Linked DNA regions of Rattus norvegicus: region 2 is linked to region 1. Evidence: chromatin contacts called from public Hi-C data. All regions are on one chromosome and are shown on one strand. The core of a region is the stretch at or near the end of the contact, and the rest is flanking DNA. Distances in the headings are between cores, read along the strand shown. Region 1 has its middle 27 kb from the start of Trnap-agg18. Region 2 holds the start of Bcl11b (BCL11 transcription factor B).

Region 1 (2,660 bases), core at 90-2,589:
TTTGTTTTAGGATCATGGGCATTACTCTGAATTGAGTCTGCTCCTCAGACGGATAAACTGTTAACACCAAATGTAAATTTGGTATTGATCTCCCTTGATGATCTTAGCAACCCAGAGCTAAGGAGGTATTGGGGCAGTGATAACAAATTCAGGATTTTTTTTTTTTTTATCATATGAGTTATAGGCCAACAACAGTGTGTTGAAACCCAGAAGCCACTTTCTAGGGCCAGCTTACGCTATGCTTCCTTTGGCCCTGATTGCTTTTCTCAGTCAGAACCTGCCCTAGCCAGGGGGTGAAGACATGAGAGAAAGTGAGGAAGTGATTACTACTGTAAGGGGTTCTCCCTTCAACTCTGTAAGAACCTTTCAGTTACCAGGCTCCCCCAGCTGGGTTTCCTGTCATGGTGCTCAGTAAACAGAAACAAGAACCTTCAGGTCAGAACCTTTTCCCACAAGCTTGGACTGGGACACAGCAGGTGGTTTCTGCTTTGAGGACTCATCGGTACTCAAACTTCAAGACCCAGGAACTGTTTCTTTGAGGTCTGTTTAAGAAGTCAGAGGTTTGAATCCTAGCTCCCACAGTTCCCGGCTGATGTTCTTAAGCAAACTGTCGGCTTTCTCTGAATCCTTAGAGCGACCCAATCCCCATCAGGTTGTTTGAGAAGTGGAACGGAATGTTGCAGAGAGCTGGGACTGTGCCTGAAGAGCCAGGAGCCCTGCTCTGTCCCGTCACTGGCAACTGGCTCAGACGCCCAGAAGGTACAGACCTTGGAAAGTATTCTCTCCATATCCCTTTCTTCCTATCTACAATGGGGAGTGTATGTTTCAAAGGTTTACTGGGAGAATACCCAGAGATCATCCATGTGATACACCAGCATGTCTAGGATATAAAGTCCTAGACACTGGCACATTCTCCGGTACACAGGAAGCTCTTCATGACAGAGCTTGGTCCAGTCACCATGTGGTTCCTACAGACACGTAAAACATAGCCTCCCCAAGTTCCCAGGAACTGCTCCCCATTCACACAAAGGACCAAAACTGAGCCAGAGTGCTTTGAGAACAGAGGACATAGCCCAGCCTGAAATACCTTGACCATCTCAGAAGAGACAAATCTATTAGGGGAAGCCTGAAGGTCGGTGCTGGGCAGAGGAGTTGGGACAAAAGCTTCAGAGCACCTAGAAGGGAGCAGCCATGGGGTTGAGCAGGCCACACGTGGCCTGGGGTGCTCAGCCTACGTATCCCACTCCTGCCAGTCACTGAGCTTGGATGGATGGGTACACAGAGAAGCCACGCCCTGCTAACATCCGACTCCCTGCCTACATGTTGGTCCTGTTGGTGCAGCTGAGTGTAGTGAGCAGAAGGTGGCCTAAGTAATATGTGTGACAGGCTGTCAGGCCGAGCTGCTAGGCCAAAGCCCCACAAGCCCGGGGAACCAATCTTAGTCGGGGCACAGGCCAGGTCCCACTACTGCTGAGTGGCATGGTTGTTCAGGGACTGGAGCAGGCAGAAGGCACACACATTCCTGCCCTGATGAGCAGGGGACCCTGGGTATGGAGATGGATATCCAGTCCTTCTCGAGCAAAGGTTCCCAAGGACCTGTCCCCATTTCTCCTCTTCCTGACAGCCCTGCTCCTGTCCCGCCCCCAGCCCACTGCCTCCCGACAGAGCTACGTATTGTTCACCATGTACCCTCCCCTTGAGCCTTCAGTAGAAGCTGTAATTAGAACCAGACAGACAAGCACCACCAGAAACCCGTGCTTCCCCCTCTCCGGTTGGGTGGATGTCTAGTGTCTTCTGTTCAGGCTGTAAGCTGCCACACTTGGAAGGGGGATGGGCACTGTCATTTGGTCAAGCTCCTGGGTGCACACACACACAGACACACCACATTGAGTATGAAGATTTAGGGGCCACTAAGGGGAATGTAGGCATGTAAAAATGGAAACCCCTCAAGGGCAGGTCAGGAAAAATAAGCAAGCAGAGCCTGAGAGAAGAGAGACCGAGATGTTAGACGCCATACTGGCGTCAGGTGGGTGTGGAGGTCCCAGCACTTATTAATGATGGATGCCAAAGACTTTTAAAAGGCTTTCCCATGGGCCAGGAAGATGGCTCAGCTTGAAGGCATTTGCCATCAAACCTAACGGCCTGAGTTCAATCCCCACATGGTGGAATTAACTCCCATGAGATGCTCTCTGACCTCCACATGTGCACGTGCTACCAAACACAGCAAAACGTTTTTTTTTTTTAAAAAAAGGAAAACCGGGCTGGAGAGATGGCTCAGCGGTTAAGAGCACCCGACTACTCTTCCAGAGGTCCTGAGTTCAATTCCCAGCAACCACATGGTGGCTCACAACCATCTGTAAAGAGATCTGATGCCCTCTTCTGGTGTGCCTGAAGACAGCTACAGTGTACTTACATATAATAAATGAATAAATCTGTAAAAAAAAAAAAAAAATGGAAAACCTCCCGAGGAAGGACTCTGCACGTGTGGGTCCTACTGAACTTGTTACACCCTCAGTCTTCAACATACTGTTCCCTCACACGCCTTAGTCAGTCAGGACAGAGGTGCCAACAGCGGATTTCCAGAGTAGGTGTAGACAATGGCCCGGGAAGGGAATGTCCAGTCTGCAGGCAGGCATGTGCTGCAGCTCACCGCCCCACCA
Region 2 (2,660 bases), core at 96-2,595, 2.2 Mb before region 1:
TGGGTTTAGACTTACTTGGACTCAGTGTACCTCAGTTACTCACACAGCACTCCGCCCCCTTTCTCAGGGAGTCCGGCTCCCGGGGGAGGAAGAGTGAGTGGGGACAAGATTTTATTTTATTTACTCCCCCCCACCCCCACTTTTGCGAAGCCGGTGCTCGGTGATAAGACCAGCTCACAAAAACAGTAGTTTGCACGTGTGGCCGGCCTGGGTTGCGGGTGTGCGCACTGGCGAGTGTGTGTGAGTGCGCGCGCGCGTGTCTCGGTGTGTGCTTTCTTGTTCTCTTACAGGGTACAATGTTAAAAAGCCACCGCTAGTCGCCCCCAGTGCTCCGACTCTCTGGGTCTTTTTGTCTCTAGAGCAGATTAAACGTCACGTCCGCACTTGAACTTGAATTTTATCCCATTGTACAGAGGCAGCCCCAGCCACAGAGAGACCGAGAGCTCCCGGAGAACCCGGACTCCGCCATCTTCACGTTGCAATCTATAGCTCCCGTCCACGCCCGCACCGACCCGGGCGCATTGGGCGAGCCGCCCCGCAGTCCCGCTCCCCCTGGGCCGGCGGCGCCGGGCAGCGCTGGGGAGCGCACGCGGGGACCCGCAGCCCCTCCGGCCGGCGCCAGCCTGCCAGGTGACCCGGGAAGGAGCCGCTCCCGGAGTCCCCCAGAGCCTCGGAGGGGTCAGCCTCCGAGAAAGAAAAAAAGCAGGCAGCGCGCAGAAAACCCAGAAAGAACCGAACCAAGGCAGTTTTTCATTGCTTTCGGGTTTTTTGAGGGGGCGGGGTGAGGGGGTACGAGACAAGTCCCCAAGTTTTCTTTGCCTTTTTTTTTTTTTTTGCTTTTTTGAAATTTGTTTGCATTTTTCCTCCCCCCTCCCCTTGGGTGGAAGTGCGCGTTCCACCTACCAGACCCCGAAAGAAAAGTGTCAGAGGCCGGTGCAAAACCCGGCGTAACTTCAAGAAGACATTTACAAGTCTAAGAGGCCAAGCACTTTGAAGAAGTGTGAGAGATATTTTTCCTCCAAAAGAATATATTTTTAAAGAAACCGGCCAGCCCGCGGCGAGCAACAGCAGCTTTATAATTTATTTTAGCCTTTCTCTATTTTAGAGCAAGCCATCTTCCTGGCTTTTTCTTTTTTCTTTTTGCAAAAACAAAAACAAAAACACAGCCCAGAAGAAAAAGCAAAATAAAGACGAAGAAGAAGAAGAAGAGGAGGAAGAGAGGAAGGGCAGAGGCACCAACCCGGGCGGAGGAGGAGGCGCGGCGGCGGCGGCGGCGGCTCAGACCCCCTCCCCGGCCCGCATCTGTGCAGCTTTCCGGGCGATGCCAGAATAGATGCCGGGGCAATGTCCCGCCGCAAACAGGGCAACCCGCAGCACTTGTCCCAGAGGGAACTCATCACGCGTAAGTGTCCGCCGCACGCGCGAGGGGCCGGCGGCTGGGGCTCCGGGCGCCCGGGGCTGGGGACACCAAACCGGGCTCAGAGGCCGAGCGTGGGGCTCTGGGAAAGTTTCTCTGCAGCCGGGGGCAGCCGCCGCGGGCTCCGGGCCGGGGAGGGGGTGCGCGGGCTTGCAGGCGGCTGTGCGCGCCGAGCCCGGCTGGACGCTCGGCCCTCCAAGCGGCGTGTGTGGCGGCGGCGGCGCTGGTGGCGGGGTTTGGAGAGGAGGGGGAGGGGGCCGGGGAGCGGAGGGGGAGGGGGAACCGGGAAAAGTTGGCGAGCGCGTGGGTCCGCGCTCGGAGAAGCGGGCGGACGGAGCCCCGAGTGAGCCCTGGACCCGAGGACCCGCAGGGTAAAGGGGTAGCCGCGGGCTTCGGGTTCCCGGTCGCTGCGCCCCGCCAGGCAGGGCGCCGACCGCGCCGCTGCTAGGATTCCGAAGCCGCCGTCCCCTCCCCTCCTCTCGCTATTTGCAAAAGAATCCAGCTGCGCAGCTGTTTGCTGGGCTGGAGCACCCCCTCCTCATTTCCCCACCTCCGTCTCCTGGGACGGTCTTGTCTTCTTTCCCCCCCAACTCAAAAAAAAAAAAAAGGTGTGGGGGGAGGTTTTGGGTTGGTGAAAAAAAATCCCCGCCACGAGTTAAAAAAAAGAGTCATGAGTGGGAAAAGAGGGATGCTCTTGTAACAGTAAAAATGAAGAGGAGAAAAAAAAAAGGAAGGGGAGAAAATACCTATCATCCTCTTATCCATCTCTCTATCTCTGTATCTTTCATCTTCCCCATCTAAATAAACAAGGCAGGTCGCAGTGCAAATCCGCCGGATTTCAAGCAAGTGGCGGGGCTGGCAAAGTCAGGCAGCAGGGCAGACACTCAGCGGCTTCCAACGCCCCAGCTGGGTTCGTTTAGAAAAGAAAACGCCAGCGCGAGCCGCGCAGGTACACAGTTCTCCCGGAACCCGCCGGGTCCCGGCGCTGCCACCAGCGAGGTCGGCTTGCAGAGCTCTGGGACGCCCTGGCCGCAGCCAGCGCGAGTCTCTCCCCGCGGGTTTTTTTTTTTTCTCTTTTGGTTGCGGTTGCTTTTTATTTATTATTTTTTTTATTGCAATAGAAATAAAATTTCCTCTGGGTGCCATCGAGACCTCAGGCAGGTTGTAATCTTGCAATTCTTCGCTCACCTCACTGCGTTGGGGCCGGGCTCCCCGCGCTGGAGCTGGAGAAGCCTGTGAATGA

Evidence for each region. Hi-C and Micro-C count contacts between places; a contact is called where the count stands out from the background.
Region 2: a Hi-C map of frontal cortex shows a contact between it and region 1, with 2.8 times the contacts expected there. The contact joins the promoter of Bcl11b here to the enhancer-like site in region 1. A contact is called at or near these places in 3 of 12 Hi-C or Micro-C datasets (the A7r5 cell line, Schwann cells and frontal cortex).

What each region holds. Positions count from the first base shown.
Region 1 is chr6:130,509,115-130,511,774 of GRCr8, reverse strand. No RefSeq gene overlaps it. Among named protein-coding and RNA genes, the nearest start is that of Trnap-agg18, 27 kb to the right of the region's middle. Within about 2 kb of position 1,339, at least 7 of the 93 cell types and tissues checked have an H3K27ac peak or open chromatin away from gene starts, as enhancers often do.
Region 2 is chr6:132,689,787-132,692,446 of GRCr8, reverse strand. It overlaps Bcl11b (BCL11 transcription factor B), which reads left to right and starts at 1,345. Exons shown (of 4, transcript NM_001277287.1): 1 at 1,345-1,402. The coding sequence starts at 1,345.